3 separate regions of the Mus musculus genome follow, and regions 2 and 3 are each linked to region 1. The links are chromatin contacts, called in public promoter capture Hi-C maps. All regions are on one chromosome and are shown on one strand. The core of a region is the stretch at or near the end of the contact, and the rest is flanking DNA. Distances in the headings are between cores, read along the strand shown. Region 1 holds the start of Errfi1 (ERBB receptor feedback inhibitor 1). Region 2 holds the start of Thap3 (THAP domain containing, apoptosis associated protein 3). Region 3 holds the start of Camta1 (calmodulin binding transcription activator 1).

Region 1 (3,269 bases), core at 247-2,746:
TTTCTTTTCTTTTTAAAAATCCAGTGCATCAGGCCTTGAGTTTAAAGTTAAGGCCTTTGAGTTCAATTAAAAAAAAAAATCAAGTCAATACTGGAAGAAGCAACTTGGTTCGTGGGGCACAAAGTTAATAGTTAACCAGATAATGAGGCCAGCACCTCATTCCATATGTTAAACTGGCTCAATTAGGTGGTGCTAAGCCTATAACTATCAGGCATTCTTGCTGCAGTGCAGGAAGGGCTCTGTGTGCGGACCACAGAGGTCAGCCATAGGTCTGCGCTCTCTACTCTGTGGAGTGCCATTAAGAGGAATTTGTACTAGTCCAAACTGGAGGGCTTCTGTCTGTTTGCCTTTTTTCTTGAACTACTCTGGTTTATCATTGTATTATTTATTTTACGGTTAAACTATAAACCTAAGTTGCATCACCGGATTTCTGCCCCACGAACCCTCCTCCCTGTAGACTTGATGGCGTTTTGTCCTTGGGCATCAGCGGCCACCCTGGGGCCAAAAGACATGGAGAACAGCACTTTGACAGGTAAGCCAAGAGGGCTGGGGGCAGGTTTGGGGGAGGTGCCCGGGATCAGCCTAGCCTTGCTGGAGGCCAAGCCAAGTACAGAGGAGCCTGGAGTGAGGCCTCCCTGATCCTGCCCACACAGCATGGCCCACTGCCCAGTCCCCTTTGTCCTTCACCTTTCTGCGCTGCCCCTCACCTTTCCATTCTGTCCCTTCCTTTCCCACACCGTCCCTTAACTACCTAGATCAATTAGTGAGGTTCTCTATAAGTCCCGCAGTGCCTCACACTGCTCCTCACTGCCCCTCCATCCCTTATTGTCCTTAGCCAGACACTCCCTGCCCCTTCCTGTCTTCAGACGCATTTTGTCCCTTACTGCCCCTCAGTCCGCTGCCCTCTTTCCCAGAGACCACTTTCTTCATGGTCATCCATCCCTGGTTGTAGCGCCCTTCATCTCTCTCGCATCATCACAGCAGTCCCTCGTTGTTCCTCACCGTCCCCCTCCGTTCTTCATCACTCTCCTCGCCATCCCTCGACCATCCCTCGATATACATACATACATACATACATACATACATACATACATACATACATACATACATACACACACACACACATATATACACCTCGGGGTGCCCCTCTCCTCTCCAATCCCCATTTTCTCCCGCTCCCTGAGTTTCTTGGATCCAAGTGCATCTCAGCGTCACTTCCCTCCCCGGGGATGGAAACAGGGCCGCTCACAACCTTCTAAGGAAAACTCGGTGTCCTTAGGCTAGGCAGCTCGCACAGAGGCGGCCCAAATAGAAACGTCCCCTCAGGAGACGAGGCTGCTAGCGCCGCCCGGCGGGCCCCACGCAAACTCTTCGGTAGCGGCATCGCCCCTTTAAGCGTCCGCCCGCCCGGATTGGCTGCGTGAAGGAGGCGGGGCTGCGGGCGTTGACGTCACGTTGTCGCTCACCGTATAAATACGGGCGTCGGCTGCGCCGGCGTCGGCGGCCGAGTGCGAGGCGCGGAGCGTGAGCTGTGCGAGCGAGCGAGCGCGAGCATAGCCTGCGAGCGAGCAGAGAGAAAGAGCGAGGGCAAGAGAGCGGCGAGGCGCCTGCGCGATGCTCGGGCCCCTAAGCCCGCGGCGCTGAGCCAGCCGGGACGGACATGCGCGGGAGGGCGCCGCGGGGTCCCGCTCCCTTGGGGTAAGGGGCCTGGCGGGCGTCGGGAGACGTGGGGCCGGGGCGCGGAGGGCGGGCGGACGGGCGGTGGGCTGGAGCCGGAGCCTCCGGCACTCCGCTTCCCGGGATGGGCCGGGGTGCGTGAGGAGCGGCGGGCCGCGGGCGCCCTCGGCTTCTCGCCGGGGCCATGCACCGGCGCGCACACGACACGTCTCCACAGCCTGGGGCTCCGGAGCGGCGGCTCCACGGTCTTCCCGGTGCAGCTGCGGCCCAGGGATGCGGTGGAACTGCTGCGGCCCCCTCCATCTTCCCTCTCACCCCGCGCACCCGTCGGTCCGGCCCGGAAAGCTTCTGCGAGAAGCTGTCGCGGGTGGGCTCGGAGATTGCTAGTCCCTGGTTGGTACCAGTCTTGAGTCTCGGTGAGACTCGGCGACGAAGGTCATTCCCCTTTAAAAAAAAATATTTGTTTTAATTCATCCGAGTTGTTCCGTGGCCTTTTCCTCTCCAGAAACATGATTCTTTGCCTTAAATGACTTATATATTAAAGGAGTGAAAATGCAGACAGAACTGTTCAAACGCCAAGGCTCCTTGGCAGTATCCTGTTTTTATACGTATATCCTATCTTTGTTCAAATTAATCGTGATTGGTGGTGCTGGATGGGTGCTTCCTCAGTCTTTATTAGGATTTCATCATTGCTTGAAAGAAACCAGTCTCCTACCTGATAAAAATGTGAATAGATTGTTAGTCATAAACTTAAGTGTAGTAAGAATAGAGACTGTAGCTTTAAAAGAGATGTGACGGGAGGTACACCTGTAGCACAGGTAGGGCAGGACTGGTTTCCAGGCAACTGTCAGGGGTGAAGAAAGGTGAGGTATAAATTGCCTTTTTTTTTTTTTTCATCCTGGAAAAAAAAAGAAAAAAGAAAAGTTCTACAGTTTTACACTTCCTTAAGTCTATACAGGTATAGTGAATATGCATCTATTAAGACTGGGACATTTTTGAGTTCACTGTGGTGGCTCTTGCCTTTAAATTTTTTTTTTTCTTGAAACATGGAGATTTTAAGAGAGATTTTACCAAAATAGAGACCAAAGATAATCTAAATACCTTTATCAGTAAAAGAGCAAATTTTGTAAGGAATAAGCTGGTTTCGTACTAACCTGTCAACTCTGGCGGATATTATCAGGTTTGAGAGGAAATACATGAAGATGTTTAAAAAGGCTGGGCACTCTGTCATGGCCTTCACTCCCTCTCCTGTGCACTGGTGGACATTTGCTGATCAGTGGTAAAAATCTCAAACTGTAAATCTGTATCTTGGCAAATAAATCAGATGGTAAACTCCTTAAGGGCTGGAAAATGCCCTGAACAGCTCTTATTTTACACAGCCTTGAATATAGTTCATGTTGATTAAATACATGCAGGAAAGCATGGTTTACATTTTAAGGCTTAACAGGATTGGTCCAAGAACTGATAAGGTTTGGAAAGAAAATCTGTTGTTCCTTGTTAATAGCTGCTATGAAATGTCTGGATTTCTCATATTTTTGAGAGGTAGAATTATTGTTTTTTAATGAGTTGGATTTCCTACTTTGGGTTCATAG
Region 2 (3,269 bases), core at 274-2,773, 1.1 Mb after region 1:
GTGGCCAGGCGTGGTGGCTCATGCCTTTAATCCCAGTACTCAGAAGGCAAAGGCAGGTGGATTTCTGAGTTCGAGGCCAGCCTGGTCTACAGAGTGAGTTCCAGGACAGCCAGGGCTACACAGAGAAACCCTGTCTCGAAAAAACAAAACCAAAAAAAAAGTCAAGGTGTGTAGAGCACCTGCCTACCCACTACTCTGGAAGGCCTGAGCTCCATCTCCAACACAAAGTAAAATATAAAAGTCTCCCAGACAGGATGCCAGCATGCATTAAGGGAGGGGGTGTTTTTTTTTTTTTTTTTTTTTTTTGAGTGTTCAAAGCCAGTTTTGGGTACATAGCTCTATTCACTGACTTCAGTCAGAACTACAGAAAAGGGCCTGGTCTCAATGGAGGAGGTGGCTATTAAAATAGATAAGACACCTGGCAAAATCCCTGTGGCCCCACAAAACAGGAAAGAAACTGTCCTCTGACCATCCATCCCATGGGAGACATGGCAAGAGGGTGGAGGATTCTTCTACACACAAATGAATTTAACTTAAAAACAAAGAATGAGAGCGGGCAGAGGTGAGTGTTCCCCCGAGTTTCTGGCAACTCAGATACCTGATAACTACCCATGCAGCCACCCGGAGGCCCTTCCATGCAGAGCACACATCCTGGCTCGTGGTCAATGGAATACTATGCAGAATAGTGCTTGTGGGGCAAGGATGACTCTCGCAGGGCCCGGAAGGAAGAGAGAGAGAGATTCCATTTCTTAAGGTTCAAACCTCGCCACAGCCACGCAGCCCACATGCAAGCTATCCCTGTGGGCTGGTGGGAGAAAAGACTGTAAGTGGATGCCAGCGGAGACGTCTGTGGGCTGCCAACTGATGTGTGTATTTTTCTATGGTTGCTACTCTTCAGCAGAAACATTCAAAGTGTACAGGGTGCGGGCTGCCAGGAACTGAGCCCTGAAGGCACAGACATCGCTCGAAGCCGGAGCAGTTGAAGGGTGCTTCCCTAGAAAGGGCTCAGCACGAGTCTTGCTGGGGAAAAGGGGTCCCAGGGCTGCAGAACCGGGGATCTCCCACCTTCCCACAGCCGAAATCCCTGCCATGAGGCCCGGCCATCCTGGGAGCACTCATTCCTCCAGGCCTCCCGCGAGGTGACGCAGGCGCAAGGGGCCAGAGCAGGGACACGGCCAGGTGCCACTCACGCCCATCTAGTTTGCACTGAGCACCTACTGCTTCCAGGCGAGGAGGGGGCGGCGGGGTCAGGCTGTGAGGCCGCGCGCAGGAGCATCGCCCGCGCCCGGCCCGGCCCCTCTACGCAGTCCCGGTCCACCTCGCCTGCAAACCCTGGCCTGGGCCTCCCGGAGCTCCCGCCCAGTGCACCGAGACCCGCGAGCGTTCCGTAGGGTCGGGTCCCGGCTTCCCCATCCCTCACCGGTGGAAGGTGAGCTGCTTCCTGCGGCTGCTGTAGCGGTTGCAGCATTGCCGGGCCGCGCAAGACTTCGGCATCTCGGAGATGGGCCCACTGCCCCTAAAAAAGATGGCGGCTCGGCGGCCTCGGGGGGCGGAGCCTGAGGGGCGGGGTCCGCAGGCTCGGGGCGCCAGAGCAGGACTTGCTCTGCTCCCTAAAGAAGTTAGAGCTGAGGAATACCTCCTACAACTTGTGCCCAAGTAAACAACTTTGGAAACCTGGACTAAAAAAGCGTCGACTCCTAACTCAGCTAAGTTTCTGGCTTGCAGGGCTGGGTTTGTCCGTTACAGACAGGTACAGAGCCTGCCTGGCCTTGAACTCACACTTCATTCATCTCAGCTTCAGACAAGGTTTGGATCCCAAGGGAGGTACCCAGCTGGTCACTATACAGACAGAAGATGCCTAGCACTGGACTCACCTCACCAGTCCGAACTTCAAAGGGCCCTAATGGCTGTGGCTTTGAAAGCTCAGACAAGTGCGGGGTAGAGGGTAGGGGTGGCCGGCACACCTGAACAGACAAGTGTGACAGGAATTGAGGGAAAGGGAAGCCTTTCAAAAGTGCACACTGGGTTTGAGAGCTAACTGGATAAGTGGAGCAGGGGTCATGGTCCCTTTTCATCATCAGTTCAGCTCTGCCAGATCCGCCATCTGACAAGCAACTGGGGAGACCCACAGCCTTTTTCAGCACAGGACACCTAAGGAGGCACAGACCTCAAAGTAGCAATATCTTTATTTACAAAATATACAGTTTCACAGAAACAGCTTGCTTTATACACATAAACTTTATAATTACACAGAACATGTAAACGATGTTGTGTCTGGCCTGGCCAAAGCCCACGGGAAGGGTCTACTTGGGGCTGACCCTTCCCTCCCAGCATTAGCCATCAACCAGGAGCCCAGAGAGGCTCACGCCCAGTTTGCATAAACAAGCTGATTGCAGCTGCCCAGCTCAACCTACCCCCAAACCAAGGTGTCCAAATTCTGACACCACCCACAGGGAAAGATCCCCTTAAAAACAAAGCAAGCAAACACAAACAGATGTCAAATGTATTCCAGAGGCATTGATCTCTGAGCACATGTAATAATGGCCAGCTCCACTGTTCCACAACAAAACCACACATATTCTTAAATGCACTTAAAAAGAAAAAAAAACTACTGCAACTTTGGTTATTCTCAGGGTGAAGACACTGGACAACAACTGTCATGGGGCAGGTCTTTGGCAAATTCCTCTAACTTGTCCTGGGTATTTGTCCCATCAGAGCCACACAATAGCCTGGGGGCAAGACTGTTTCTATCACAGCTTCTCTTTAGAAGAGCTCTCCCCTTGAGGTCTGCACAATCTACAGAGCTCAGCAGTACTTCTACTTTAATATGAGCAACAGGATTTAAAAAAAGAAAGAAAGTTAAACTGGGTGAGTGAGAAAGATGCTATTATTTTTTTTTTTAAAAAAAGGCTCTGATTTGCCAAGTTACAGTCTACACTCTGAGCTCCTTTGGTGCTTAAGACAATGTGGGAGAATGCCTGTGACCTTACAAAGGTACTCCAGGAAGGGGAAGAAAGGTGACACACTGGCCACTCTGCTCTGTCTCAGGCTAACAAAGAATACGCGTGACAACTGGGTAGGAAACACTACGGAGAAAGAATGAGCACTGGAGATGCTGGTTTGAGAGCCAACGCCCTCTTCCTCCTTTCCCTCTGCCCCAGGACCACCAGTGTCCAGGAGCTGAGCCAGCCCTCACTCAGACCAGGGCTCTGGTTCACACCTCTGAAACTCTGCAAGCTGGTGCTCTAGCACTCAGACCTTGCCTTGCC
Region 3 (3,269 bases), core at 563-3,062, 1.0 Mb after region 1:
AAGGTGCAAGATCCAAAGAAATGTTTTGATCCCACTAGAGACATACCAGGGCCAAAGGAAGATTCTGGTACAACAAGGAGCACACAAGCTACCTCTTCTCAAATGGCATGTGGGCGACAAGGGTGTCTACACTCCCTATTCTGGATAGAAAGGCATATGGCTTCTCCTTACCCAGCCAACATGAATACAATTTGAGAAAATTAGAGAAAGTCAAGGTAACAGGCTCACTAAATATGGCTGACTGGGAAACAGGAGCCATAAGGAGGGTCTGAGTTCTCTCAGAAAAAAAAAAAAAAAAGAAGAATTGGGAAGTTTATTTCCAAGAAAGATTCAAAGACTTCTTGAGAGTGGGATGCATAAAGTCTGGTTCTTTCTGCTCAGAAGACAGGAATCAGAACACCAAATTCAAGGGCACTGGACCCTTTTCCCAGTGGGATAGTGTTAACTGGTGAAGGGTGCCCCCTAAGATCCAAGAGTGAACGGGAAGCAATAGATCCTTCTTTTCCTGCAAGAAACAAGTACTGAGGTCCCTTACACTCAAGTGGTAGGCACATCGGAAGTCCTGCCTGCCCTACATCTTACTGGGGCGCCCACCCTGGCCCAGACAGGGAACTCCAAGGAGAGAGGCAGACAGCTAGGGAGAGGAGCATTGGAGCGTCCGGTTTTCCCAACAAGAAAGAGGGCAACTCGAAGGGTGTTCAGGAAATGAGCTCACCCTAACCCAGGAAAGTGTACGGAAAGAGTACAGATCTGGAAGAAGTGTCTGCCTGCCTATTTAGAAATGACTTCAGAGCTGCACAGGGCCCCACAAGCCACTGGGTGAGCTAAGAAGGAAGAACATGGGTAGCCCCGAGTCCCCTTGTCCTGGCCAAAAAAAAAAAAAAAGATTAACCCAGCGTGCAGAGGCTCCGCGGCCCCACGAGAGTCCCCTCAAAAAGGGGACAGGCTGACACGGAACCCTCAGTGCTCGGAGAGGATCGGGGTCACGGAAGGTAAAGGGCATGGCAGTGTGGAGACCCCACCCTCCCGGTAGTGAGGGTGCAAGGGCAAGTGTGGAAGAGCATGCTGTGAGGGGCGGGGAGGCCGCGCGAGGACCCCGGCCCTGCTGGGGGAGGGGTCGCCCGGGGCCTCGGCCGAGGGGCGCTCGGCACGAGGGGGGCCCCCTGGCGGGGACCCGCGCGGGGACACCCCCCACGCCGGCGCTAGGAGGCGCCGCGCGGCCCGAGGGGGGCTGTGGAGGGGAACGTCCGGCCCTGACGCCGCTACGGCCGCCGGCACCGGTGCCCGCGAGCCCCCGCGGCCCGGGAAACTTTCCGCCCCGCGGCCCCCTGACACCCCGACCGACACGGCGGGGATGCCCCGGGCCGGGTGCGGGAGGCGTCGCGGCTTCTCCTCCTCCTCGCTGGGCCCGGCCCCCGCCCCGCGCGCCCCCCGCCCCGGCCTGCCGCCCCCGGGGCTGGGTGCGGGGCGCCCCGCTCGGCCGGCCCGCGAGTCACCTCAGGACTCGGCCGCGCTCCGCCCCCCCCACCCCGCCGGCGCCCTCCCCGCGCCCGCCGCGCCCCCGCGCTCGCGCCCCGCGCCGCCGATGCCCGGGATGTCCGGCGCGGCCCCGGGCTCGCCGTGTCGCCGCCACCCTGACAGCCCCGGGCCCTCACGCTCCGGCTCTCACCTTCCGGCTTGTTTTCGGCAGCCATTTCCCCTCCGCGCGCCACATCCTCCTCCTCCTCGCGACCGGGACCCCGAGCGCGCGCCTCGTACCGCCGCCGCCGCCGGCCCAGCCACCCCGCCGCCGCCGCGCACCCGCCCTGGCCCCGCCCCGCGGCCCACGCACAGCGCCCACTGGTTGGTGCGTCTGCCAGTCACGGCTCCCGCGACCAATCGGACCGCACCAGGGGTCTCACTACTCTCCGGGAGGAGCGTCCTATCCACCCTGTCCATTGGCTGATCACCACCGCACCGACTAAAGTGATTGGCCTGGAATCAACGCCCCCTCCCCACCCACTCCCGGGAAAACCCGCCCTCCAGACCTAAACAAAGCTTCCTAGTGGACAGAGGTCGAAAGGATGGCCCAATCAGGATGAGGCTGACACGGAATATTTCCTCGAGGCCGAGACGTGGTGTTTTGATTGGACGTCACTACAGTGTTTCCCAAGCCGTCCAGACCAATCAAAGGGGGTTCCCGGAACTCGGGAACGGCTGTGGGAAGCCCCGCCCCCCAGCGTGACCGTCATGAGGAAGGCGCTCGCTCATTGGTGTGCTGGGGCTTTTCCCGCGTGCTCCGGGAGCTGAAGGACGTTCCCGGGGAAGCCGCTGCTGGCGCGTGGGGGTCCCGGTGTCTTCGGAGGACACGCTGGGATCTCCGGGATCCCGCAGCCTGCGGCGCTGGCGGGGGGCGGCCCTGCCGGAGGGATACGTAAGGCACCGAGGCGTGCCGGTTCACAGCGTTCCCGAACCGTTTAGCCGAGAGTCGGGGCGTCGCTGCCCGACACGGGGGAGGGGCGCACCTCCCGGCAGACCACGCCCCTCGGCCAAATCCCGCCCCTTCCTGGCCTCAGCCCCGCCCCCTCGGCCGGCGCAGCGTCCCCGCGGCCACCCTACGCTCCCGCCTGCCTTGCGCTCCTCTGTCCCCTTTTCTAGCGGCTTAAAATACTGAAACTTTATTTTGGTCACGTTGCCCATGTGACCGGCGGAGCCGATGAGTCATAGGTGCCTGTCCCAGGCTGCAGCCGCGGATCTAGGGCTCGGAACGCTCGACCTCGGCTAGCCTAGCCAATCCCTCCCGGGCTCCCGGCGCTTCGGTCGGGTTCCAGCCGCAGCTCCGCGCAGCTCTCCTGCCTGTAGGTCCACACCGGAGAGATTCGCACGCCCTGCAGACACAAGCCCGGGCCAGAAGAGCTGCAAAGTACTGCGCCTTCTCGAGAGAAATCAGGGGCTCTGAACGTGGCCAGAAAATAGAGGAAAGGATGGAAGGAGAGAGGGAGGGGAAGGGCAGAGTGCAGGAATTCCGCACATAGAAAAATAAAAGGGAAGGAGAAGAGGGAGGGCAAACACCATGCAGGGATTCTGCAGGTGCACTGAAGGGAAGCGGGAGGGAAGGAAGGAGAATGCACTTTAATGAAAAGCAGCTGAGCTCCAGATCCTCTCTGTAAACTTGCACTGTTTGATTCCTCAACATTTTTTTCTCTCTCTCTCCGTTTGCTACTAGCAGAAACACTGAAAAGTCGATCGAGTGTTTTGGCGTTAGGATTGATCGTCAAAGCCAGTCTGTG

What was found. Promoter capture Hi-C pulls out the DNA fragments that hold promoters and counts their contacts.
Region 2: a promoter capture Hi-C map of hippocampal neurons shows a contact between it and region 1, with 3 times the contacts expected there. The contact joins the promoter of Thap3 here to the promoter of Errfi1 in region 1. A contact is called at or near these places in 3 of 39 promoter capture datasets (hippocampal neurons, liver and pre-B cells), 1 of 484 Hi-C or Micro-C datasets (embryonic stem cells) and 1 of 115 datasets of contacts at active chromatin or transcription factors (pancreatic cancer cells).
Region 3: a promoter capture Hi-C map of embryonic stem cells shows a contact between it and region 1, with 3 times the contacts expected there. The contact joins the promoter of Camta1 here to the promoter of Errfi1 in region 1. A contact is called at or near these places in 2 of 39 promoter capture datasets (embryonic stem cells and hippocampal neurons).

What each region holds. Positions count from the first base shown.
Region 1 is chr4:150,853,574-150,856,842 of GRCm38.p6, forward strand. It overlaps Errfi1 (ERBB receptor feedback inhibitor 1), which reads left to right and starts at 1,497. Exons shown (of 4, transcript NM_133753.2): 1 at 1,497-1,698. It overlaps 1700045H11Rik (RIKEN cDNA 1700045H11 gene), which reads right to left and starts at 1,376. Exons shown (of 4, transcript NR_040649.1): 1 at 1,253-1,376.
Region 2 is chr4:151,987,463-151,990,731 of GRCm38.p6, forward strand. It overlaps Thap3 (THAP domain containing, apoptosis associated protein 3), which reads right to left and starts at 1,524. Exons shown (of 4, transcript NM_175152.4): 1 at 1,421-1,524. The coding sequence starts at 1,494. Phf13 (PHD finger protein 13) reads right to left here. Exons shown (of 4, transcript NM_172705.2): 4 at 2,169-3,269.
Region 3 is chr4:151,859,956-151,863,224 of GRCm38.p6, forward strand. It overlaps Camta1 (calmodulin binding transcription activator 1), which reads right to left and starts at 1,813. Exons shown (of 24, transcript NM_001081557.3): 1 at 1,670-1,813. The coding sequence starts at 1,714. All of the region lies in intron 2 of Gm42357 (a long non-coding RNA gene), which reads left to right. 9230110K08Rik (a long non-coding RNA gene) reads left to right here and starts at 1,789. Exons shown (of 2, transcript XR_390981.3): 1 at 1,789-2,902; 2 at 3,209-3,269.